Regions from separate parts of the Mus musculus genome. Here regions 2 and 3 are each linked to region 1. The links are chromatin contacts, called in public promoter capture Hi-C maps. All regions are on one chromosome and are shown on one strand. Each heading gives the region's core, a stretch centred on a gene start, on an enhancer-like site or on the middle of the called end of the contact. The rest is flanking DNA. Distances are from core to core; before and after follow the strand shown.

The links. Promoter capture Hi-C pulls out the DNA fragments that hold promoters and counts their contacts.
Region 2: a promoter capture Hi-C map of liver shows a contact between it and region 1, with 11 times the contacts expected there. The contact joins the promoter of Abt1 here to the enhancer-like site in region 1. A contact is called at or near these places in 6 of 39 promoter capture datasets (embryonic stem cells, hippocampal neurons, liver and 1 more), 3 of 484 Hi-C or Micro-C datasets (cerebral cortex, embryonic stem cells and muscle stem cells) and 15 of 115 datasets of contacts at active chromatin or transcription factors (the SCID.adh cell line, craniofacial prominence, embryonic forebrain and 8 more).
Region 3: a promoter capture Hi-C map of the 3T3-L1 cell line shows a contact between it and region 1, with 6 times the contacts expected there. The contact joins the promoter of H1f3 here to the enhancer-like site in region 1. A contact is called at or near these places in 7 of 39 promoter capture datasets (the 3T3-L1 cell line, cranial neural crest, embryonic stem cells and 4 more), 2 of 115 datasets of contacts at active chromatin or transcription factors (astrocytes and embryonic forebrain) and 1 of 9 other capture datasets (liver).

What each region holds. Positions count from the first base shown.
Region 1 is chr13:21,235,998-21,239,013 of GRCm38.p6, reverse strand. The region is part of intron 1 of Gm32525 (a long non-coding RNA gene); the gene reads left to right. Among named protein-coding and RNA genes, the nearest start is that of n-TAtgc11, 3.4 kb to the left of the region's middle. Within about 2 kb of position 1,688, at least 6 of the 459 cell types and tissues checked have an H3K27ac peak or open chromatin away from gene starts, as enhancers often do. A contact at or near this core is called in liver and second pharyngeal arch cranial neural crest, where this site is marked.
Region 2 is chr13:23,422,549-23,425,372 of GRCm38.p6, reverse strand. Abt1 (activator of basal transcription 1) reads left to right here and starts at 1,507. Exons shown (of 3, transcript NM_013924.3): 1 at 1,507-1,787; 2 at 2,691-2,824. The coding sequence starts at 1,541.
Region 3 is chr13:23,553,314-23,556,525 of GRCm38.p6, reverse strand. H1f3 (H1.3 linker histone, cluster member) reads right to left here and starts at 1,494. Exons shown (of 1, transcript NM_145713.4): 1 at 719-1,494. The coding sequence starts at 1,436. The coding sequence ends at 771.

The DNA.
Region 1 (3,016 bases), core at 439-2,938:
TATTATCAGCTAGCTGAGGACGAAGTCCTTCTGCAGTGCAGGGCAGGGAAGTTGGACTCCAAGTTGCAACAGTAGGGGGGCTTTTAACAGCTAGCTAAGGAATTGGGAGGAGTTGGGAGGAGAGTTGGGAGGAGTTGGGAAGAGTTGGGAGGAGTGTTCTTCTCTGCCTGGATGTCCTTGGTAAAATTACAATTATCGCATCTCTGGCTGTAAGGCTCAGAAACCAAAAGGCTTTTTGCTGGCTATAGAGAACAAAGAGCTTCTTTCTAGCTGTATTTTTAGAGATCAGGGAAACAAGCTTGGGGAATGACCAGGGGCTTTACCTTCTAGGGAGAAATGCTCTAAGTCGGGGTCTCACAGAAGGAGCTCCTAACAACAGATAGGGATTTTCTCTTTGGACTTGCAGGAAAACAGAGAAGCAGCTGCAGCTGCAAGGCACAGGTTACACAGTATTCTAGGAAAGAGAACCAAGGGGCCCTCTTGGGTTTGGAGGCACTCAAGAGAAAGGCAGACTAGCTCAGTAGAATGACACATAGAGACTTCTAAAGAGCTAGTAGTTTAGTTGTAGGATCGGGCTTGTAAATAGATACTTTGTATATAGTTAAGAAAATAAAGTTATCTCGGTGAGCTAGCAGGGTTTTACCTCAATTTACATCTCTGGTGTCGTGTCCTTATTGGTATAAATATTAATTTACACCCAAGTTCTCACATGGCTAGGCAAATGTTCTGACTCTAGGCCTTATCCCCCAACTCGTGTTTACCTTCCAGGGACATGGCAGAAAGAAATGAAGGAGCTGAGCTTGGAAGGCGGATACAGTCCCTGCTTCTAATCGAAAACAAAACAAAACCCCAAGAGCAGCAGATCCCCGTGGCTATTTTTCTGTTGTTATTGTTGTCGGCCAGTCCCCTTGCGTTTGTACTGGCTGTGTTGACAGTCACTCAAGCTGGTGCCAGACTCTGGGTTGAAACAGGAATGGTTGTTTACAGGAGCACATCACCAGACGCACAGTTTCACCCCAAGATGTCAAGAAGCTCCTCCTTACAACGGAGTCACAGTTCATCTTTCTTGCTGGGTGGGGTGGGGTGGGGTGGCTGAGACCTTGAGAACACACATAAGGAAGCATTTTCTTGTTTGATTCAGAAACCCCTGGTTTCCACAGCTCCTAGGGGATTTCCCAGTATCCTCTGGATGGAATCACTGGATTTTACTGCTGTGAAATATAACTCGGTAAGGGGATGCCTGGTGGGTCCATGCTAATGTGTGCCTCTGAGAAATTATGCCATGCAACAGGTCTGATATAAAGAGGGAAGGGAGGAGAATGAGATCCTGGGGAAAGGGCAGTGGCAGACAAGTGGACAGGTAGACAGGCAGATAGACCAGACCGGAGCAGAGCTATGAGGGCAGGGCGGGGTGGGGAAGGGGGTGTGCAGAGAAGGACAGAAAGGCTTCAGCCACAGAGCAGATGAACTTGCCAGCAAGTGTGAAGACAAACAAACAAAAAGCAAAAGCTCTCATCTTTCCTGTCCTTTTCTGTGAGGTGTCACCAGGAGAAGCTCAGATTTAGAGTGTATTTTCCTATCTCAAATAATCTCATCAAGAAAGTCTCCCCCGGATGTGCTCAGACGGTTGGCATTTAGTTGATTCCAGATGTGGTCACGTTAGCTACAATCCCTCCGGCTGGGAAACTAAGAGACTGTGTGTGTGTACATCATCTACTCTGACATCCGCCTAAGAGGTTCTGTGGCTCAGAGTCTGCCGCAGTTTTGTTGCTGTGATAAAACTATGACCAAAAGCAATTTAGGGAAACAGGGTTTAAGACATATTAGAAGTTAGACTCCATCATAACAGAAAGCAAGGGCAGGAACTCAAGCAGAAGCTATGTAGAAACCAGTTACTGGCTTACTCCACTTACTGTTTTGTTTTGCTTTGGTTTGGTTTGGTTTTTTTAGAGACAGGATTTCTCTGTGTAGTCCTGGCTGGCCTGGAATCCCTCTATAGACAGACCAGACTGGCCTTAAACTCAGAGTTCACTTGGCTCTGCTTCCCTAGTGCTGGGATTAAAGTCATGTGCCATCACTGCCCAGCTTCAGCTTATTTTATTATATAACCCAGGACCTTTTGCCCAGGGCTGGCACTGCAGACAATGGACTGGGCCCTCCCACATCAATCATTAATCAAGAAAGTGCCCCCAGCGACTTGCCTACAGCCAGTCTGATAGAGGCAATTCCTCAACTGAGAGTTCCTGCTTCCCAAGTCGCTTTTCTGTCAACTTAAAAAAACCTAACCACTACAAGGTCCAAATTGTGTAGGTTTAAAATAAACATTTTGTATCATGTGTTTGTGTACAGGAAATGAAAACCAGTCAGGGAACTGAGTGTTTCTGTGTGGGACATTCAGGAGCCTGCACTCAGGCCCTGGGCATCGCCCAACCCATCTCAAAGGTAGTATTCAAGGTCCTTCCAGAACCATCTTGTTGTAGTCTTTGGGCCCCCATTCCTGGCTTAATTTCTTCTTATCACTGGGTGTAAGGAGGCACTTGTGACTTCAGATCATGGAACCAGGCACCGTGGGAGACTTTAGTCAGTAGAGCTTGAATTGGGATGGGTAATATTGGAAATGCCTTTGAAAAAGAATACAGCACAGCATTTTGAATGTTAGGATAGCCTTAAGGACATTTACATCCACACAACTTCCACCCCTCACAGGGAAGCAGTAGGCCTCACACAGCCATAACCCTTTCCTTTCAAGACTGTCTAAGGCTTGAGCTAGAGTGGGGCTTAGTGGTACCTAGAGGGTCTGAGTACCACAAACAAACTGTTAACTGAAATTACAAAAACTTCTCAACCTCTCATTTCTCCTGGAAAAAGCAAAACAAAAAAGATGAGGCTGTTGAAGGATAGTCTTAAAATAAACAGAACTGGGTAACTGTGTCTCATTGGGATCAAAATTCAGTTGGGCACAATGGTATGTATTATCCTCAGGCAGACCTGTGGGCCCTATTTTTAAATCTATTTT
Region 2 (2,824 bases), core at 258-2,757, 2.2 Mb before region 1:
TAATTTTAATATATAAATTAAAATTTAAAAGGGTCTCTTGTAGCCCAGGTTGGTCTGGAACTTCCTTTCTTCTCCATCTCCCAAGAGCTGAGGATTACAGGATTGCCCCGACTTCCAGTTTACTTGGCATTTATTTGGCATTTAATGTGTACAAATATTTCATTAACAATAATTTCAAGCACGTGCAAAGTACAGAAAGCCACTTAGCCACCACACTCTTGTGTCTTCTTTACATGTGCCCCTCCCCCAGTTCTCAATGTTTTGAAGTAACTATAAGACGCTCTCAAGTGTCATCATTGTTGGTGAAGTAGTCAGTTAAAAGTTAAAAGTAGGGGTCTTTTCTCTCCATATTCACTTTTCATAAAAGGAGCAGAGGTAACCAACAGCAAGTTCTCTTCAATGCAAGTCCCCAAAGTCAGGTTTAGTTATTAGGTCCTCAGAAGCACCTCAGCTTTACAAATAACGCCCAGAGTCTGTGGACACAGTTGCCCTGTCTTCTATATGTCATCGTGATGATGAAGGATAAAATATTATGTAGGGCCTTGACGAGGGACAACTTGAGTCCTCAGGATCATCCTGCTCTCCGTCCGTCCGTTAAGCAGGAGGGGAGGTTAGTACATCATTTCTAGCAGAGGCATCATCGCTCGAGCGTCATCAGCTGCTGTGGCCCGCCTCTGCGTTGGCCCTGGCGTGTAGGTCCCAAAAGCGAGGCGGCCTGCTGATGTGCGGACCGCGCCCCCTGGCGGCTGGTCCGAGGCTGAGACCTGCAACCCGGACCTTTCGCTCATCAACTTGCACAGATTCGAACACAATAGTACTCAGCTTTTTACTCAAACAGTTACAGATTTAAGTATTCACAAGGTGAAATGTAAAATTACTAAAGGCGCGTTTAAAATTTTAAAACCGCAACTCCAATTAAAATCCCAAAAGAATGCGTGCAAATTTATAAGCTGCTTCAAAAACTTTAATTTTAAAATGTTAAAACTTCATATAATTCAAATAATAAAATAAAAATTCAAATAATATGTTGAAACTTCAAATAATTAAAACTTCAAGGCTCAGACTGAAGTTTACAAGTTGAACTTCATAAAACTTTTTAAAATGTGTGTTAACCTTTCAACCACATTCGCACCACAGACCTGGAAGAAAATGCTGTTTTGGTCTCTACAACACACTCTTTCAACACTCTGTTCTGTAAAAATCCCACGAGAGGCACCAGGGTACGCTCTTGATGCATGGAGGCAAAAATCATTCATGCACATTTGTAAAAAAAATAAAAATATTCCGTGAGAGCTTGCCTCAGATGAGGGCTGCGCGCGACGGAAGTATTTTACCGGGACCCAGGTCCTGCGGCTCCCAACCCTTCTCCTCAGTCCAGTCTGTTGGCCTCGCCCCTCCCGCCCCGCCCAGTCTGTCTCTGCCCCGCCCCTCCGCACCCAGGATTTACGTCATTTCTTGGCCCCGACCGCAGATTGGCTCGCAGGATGTGCGTCATCAGATGGCGACAGATTCACGGCTGTCGTGCTCCCCAGATCTTGCCATGGTGAAAGCGGGAGAGTTGGTGGAGCAGCAAAAGGCTGCGATGGAGGAAGAGGCGAATGCAGAGGCGGCGGAGGATCAGGAGGAGCCCGAGGACACGGCCTGCAGCAGCAGCAGCAAGAAGAAGAAGAAGGTAGTTCCGGGGATTGTGTACCTGGGCCACGTCCCGCCGCGATTCCGGCCCCTTCACGTACGCAACCTGCTCAGCGCCTACGGCGAGGTGGGACGCGTTTTCTTCCAGGCCGAGGGTAAGCCCTGCGTCGAAAGGAGAGGTGACGATGCGGGCAGCCGGGCGCGACTCATTTTCTTGGCTGTACACGAATGAGGCGTGGGGTGCTGGCTCTTGGAAGGCTGTGGCCCCTTCCTAGCTGCTAAGTGTGTAGTACTCACGTCCTTTAGGTGGCAGGCAGGGGCGGGGAAGGGAAATGGAGAGGGTGAGTGGATAGAGAGAGTGGTTTAATAAGGCCTGAAAGAGACCCACGATCTTCTCTTCTTTCTATTTCTTAAAATTTTATTTACTTACTACTTTTTGTAGCTGTCTTCAGACACACCAGAAGAGGGCATCAGATCCCATTACAGATGGTTGTGAGCCACCATGTGGTTGTTGGGAATTGAACTCAGGACCTCTGAAAGAGCAGTCAGTACTCTTAACCACTGAGCCATCTCTCCAGCCCTCTCAATTTTCAAATAGTCCCTGAAACTGTATGATTAGCCTCCTTCAGCCTCTTCACCTTTGTTTGTTTGTTTGTTTGTTTGTTTTTCGAGACAGGGTTTCTTTGTAGCTCTGGCTGTCCTGGAACTCACTCTGTAGACCAGGCTGGCCTCGAACTCAGAGATCCGCCTGCTGCTGCCTCCCAAGTGCTGGGATTAAAGGCGTGCACTACCATGCCTGGCTCTCTTCCACCTCTTGACATGCACAACTTGGAAATGGAGGTGGGGACTGGTGTTGTTCTTGGTGCTGTTCTAATGTTCAAGAAGTTGTCATTTGAAGGGAGGCATGAATTAAGGAAAGGAGGAGCTGCCCCTTACAGACAGCCGTGTTTCATCAATCCCTGTAAAGTAGCGCCTAAACCAGCAGGTGTGGCTTACGGCTAAACTGAGGTGTGTCTCAGTGGGTGCTTGATGGGATGTTCATTGTGTTTGGCCTACAGACCACTTTGTGAAACGCAAGAAGAAGGCAGCCGCGGCCGCAGGAGGAAAGAAGGGAGCTAAGTACAGCAAGGACTATACCGAAGGCTGGGTGGAGTTCCGAGACAAGCGTGTAGCCAAGCGAGTGGCAGCCAGT
Region 3 (3,212 bases), core at 245-2,744, 2.3 Mb before region 1:
ATGTATGAGGAAGGAATGTGCAGAACTGTCAGTGGTGTTCAATTTCCTTACTAAAACCTAACCACCAGGGTATTAAAAAAGCTTCCACACTTATAGTGGCAATGTGATCAGTGCCTAAAAACTGCGAAGGTGGCTAAGTTTGGAGGAAATAGGAGCGCTTTCAATTTCTCGGAAAACACAATTAAAAATTCTTAGGACGGAATTCCAGAGCTCTGAAGTGAACAAAGGGGCGGGGACAGAGAAAAAACGCCAGCGTCCCAGTACGTAAATGTAAATCTTAATATCACAATCTCTGATTGGTGCAACACCCATGACTGAAAGTACGGCTTGATTGGTTAATTCTCAAAACCACCTTGTGTAGCCGGATTGGAAAACTTAAAACAGAGGCTCCAGCCTGTAGCCACTATTGTGAGAGTAGCTTCCTAGAGAACCCCCCTAATGCCTTATCACGCCTAGGCGACATTAGAAAGGACTTCCCGCCAAACTCTTGGAATATGAACACGTGTGTGGAGCACACACAGAAGCAAAAAACTGCCGGCCAGAAGTCCAGCTAGAGCTGAAAATGATACAATCTATCGCTCAACTAGAGTTTATAGATGCTCCTAAATGTACCCATAACAAAGTGCACAGAATTGATCTGCTTCGGAACACATAGCCAGAGTCAGCGGACATACCATGAGAAAACCAGAAAAAGGCTCAGCTCTTTTGAATGAGGTTGTGGGTGGCTCTGAAAAGAGCCGTTTGAGATTTTCAAAGCAGGACGCACCACTCTACTTCTTGCGAGGGGCAGCCTTCTTTGCCTTGGTGGCCTTCGGCTTAGAAGCTTTAGGCTTGGAAGCCTTAGCCTTGGGAGCCTTGGCCTTGGCTGGACTCTTTGCTGCCTTCTTGGGCTTAGCAGCCTTCACCTTCTTGGGACTCTTGGAAACTTTCTTGGCGCCGGCAGCCGCCGCAGGCTTCTTCGCCTTCTTCGGAGTCTTCTTGGCCGTCTTTTTGGGTGTGGCAGCACCAGTCGCCTTCTTAGGCTTCTTGGCTGCTCCCGCAGGCTTCTTGGCCTTGGCCGCGCCTGCCTTCTTAGCCTTGGGCTTAGCCTCACCGGAAGCCGCCTTCTTGTTGAGTTTGAAGGAGCCGGAGGCGCCGGTGCCCTTGGTCTGCACCAGGGTACCCTTGCTCACCAGGCTCTTCAGCCCGAGCTTGATGCGGCTGTTGTTCTTCTCCACATCGTACCCCGCGGCCGCCAGCGCCTTCTTGAGCGCAGCCAGGGACACGCCGCTGCGCTCCTTGGAGGCGGCCACAGCCTTGGTGATGAGCTCGGACACCGGGGGTCCGGACGCCTTGCGCTTCCCAGCAGCGGCGCCGGTCTTCTTCGCCTTCTTCTTCACAGGTGTCTTCTCCACAGGTGCAGGGGCAGCAGGCGCCGCGGGAGCGGTCTCGGACATGTTCTAAGCTTTACTAGTAAAGCAAAAAGTAAGCACAAACAGTCAGAGAAGGTTGTTCCCAGTGCTGCAGGCTCTGGGTTTATATAGAGAGAAGCTGCGTGGTGATTGGTTCCCTGCGCCGTGCGCCGTGCGCCGCGTTGCCAGAGAAAGGATCTTCAGCTTTGCCTTGTGGCTGTGTTTGTTGCCCCTCAAAAAAGTATAAAAATATAAAAAATATGGGCACGAAATAATTAGGGACTTGGGGGAAACTGATCCGAGAGCCTGTAGGCTACATTCTTGCCTTAATTTGTGCACCTATGTTCAAAATCGGCACCCTGAAACTTCTCTGATTGCCCCAACTCTCTTTCAAACTTGACGAAAATTGGGACAACTTTAAGGTTTTCCTTAAAAATACTACTTCTCTCGCGGTCATTAGCAAACTTTTGTTTCAGGACATGGTTCCTCACATTCTTATCATTTCAGGACTCTATGAAATAACTTGTTTTCACGGAAATACATAGGGAAATTTGAGTTTTTCGAGAAAGCAACAACACAAGCTTCCAGGGCTATCTGCACCAAGCTGTAGGAATTGGCACTAGATGGGAAAGCAGTGCATACCGGGGGAATGATTATTGTAGAAAATATCGATTGGATTTTTTAATGATATTTGAGATACCAGTGTGTAATTCCCCTTCGGTTTTCCTGTTTTAGTGATTTAGCCATTTTCTGGAGACGTGATGAGTCTGTGCCATCCCTATTGTAGATCAAAAGCTGAAAGCACATATTTTTCAGATTTGATAGAGAAATGTACACCAACTATCACATGTACAGAAAAAAGATACCTAGGTCAAGAAGGAACAGAAGTTTAGCAACTGGGAGCTGAAGAACAGTGAGATATAACCTGACTTAGCAACTCACTCCGTGTTTAGAGTACAAAGTTTACAGCTGTGTTATATGCCGTGTTTCAGGACCTGTGTTATGCAGCTGTTTCCCCTTGCCAACACTTATCACAACAGTTTTCTGCATATTTCCAGTTTTAAAATGATTTGAATTTCATTATTAAAAACAAGCAGAATGTGAAAGAAAATCTGTTTTTTAATTTCCATGATAGCTGCTGACCTCATTACATATATTACATATATAATATAGTCTGTCACAAACAAAAGAATTAGCAGGTGGTATCCACCAAAGGACTTAAACATTTCATAGTCAGTTATCATTATGATAACTGCAGCAAGAATAAAGTTTCTGGAAAAGGGATCAACCATGGGACTACAAACTTGAAACCATAAGAAGCTTCACTCATTCCCACTCATGACTGTGGAGGCTAATATCACAAATGTGGTTTTGGTCTTAACTCCAAAATATAATTACATCCTGAAAAACAGCAGATTATTCTCTGTAGTAAGGCTTGTACTATTTTGTAGAGATTAAAAACAGGCGATAAAAATCCCTAAGAGGTGTGAGAACAGTGAAACTTATGGCTTCGTCCTCTTCTCTCAATTTTGTGTTAGATAAGCAAATATACACACATACACACAAATGCACACCATTACTATAGTAACAGGTGAGAGATTACAGCCTCATGAGGTATTCTACAGGGAGACACATTCTTGGGTATTCTAATACCTAGAGACTTTCAAATCTACAGGAAAGGGTGGTTGTATAAAATAAAAATCAACCTGGTTGTGGTGGTCCATGCCTTTAATCCGAGTACCTGGGAGGCAGAAGCAGGTAGATCTCTGAAATTAAGGACTATCTACAGAGCAAGTTCCAGGACAGCTATGGCTACATGAA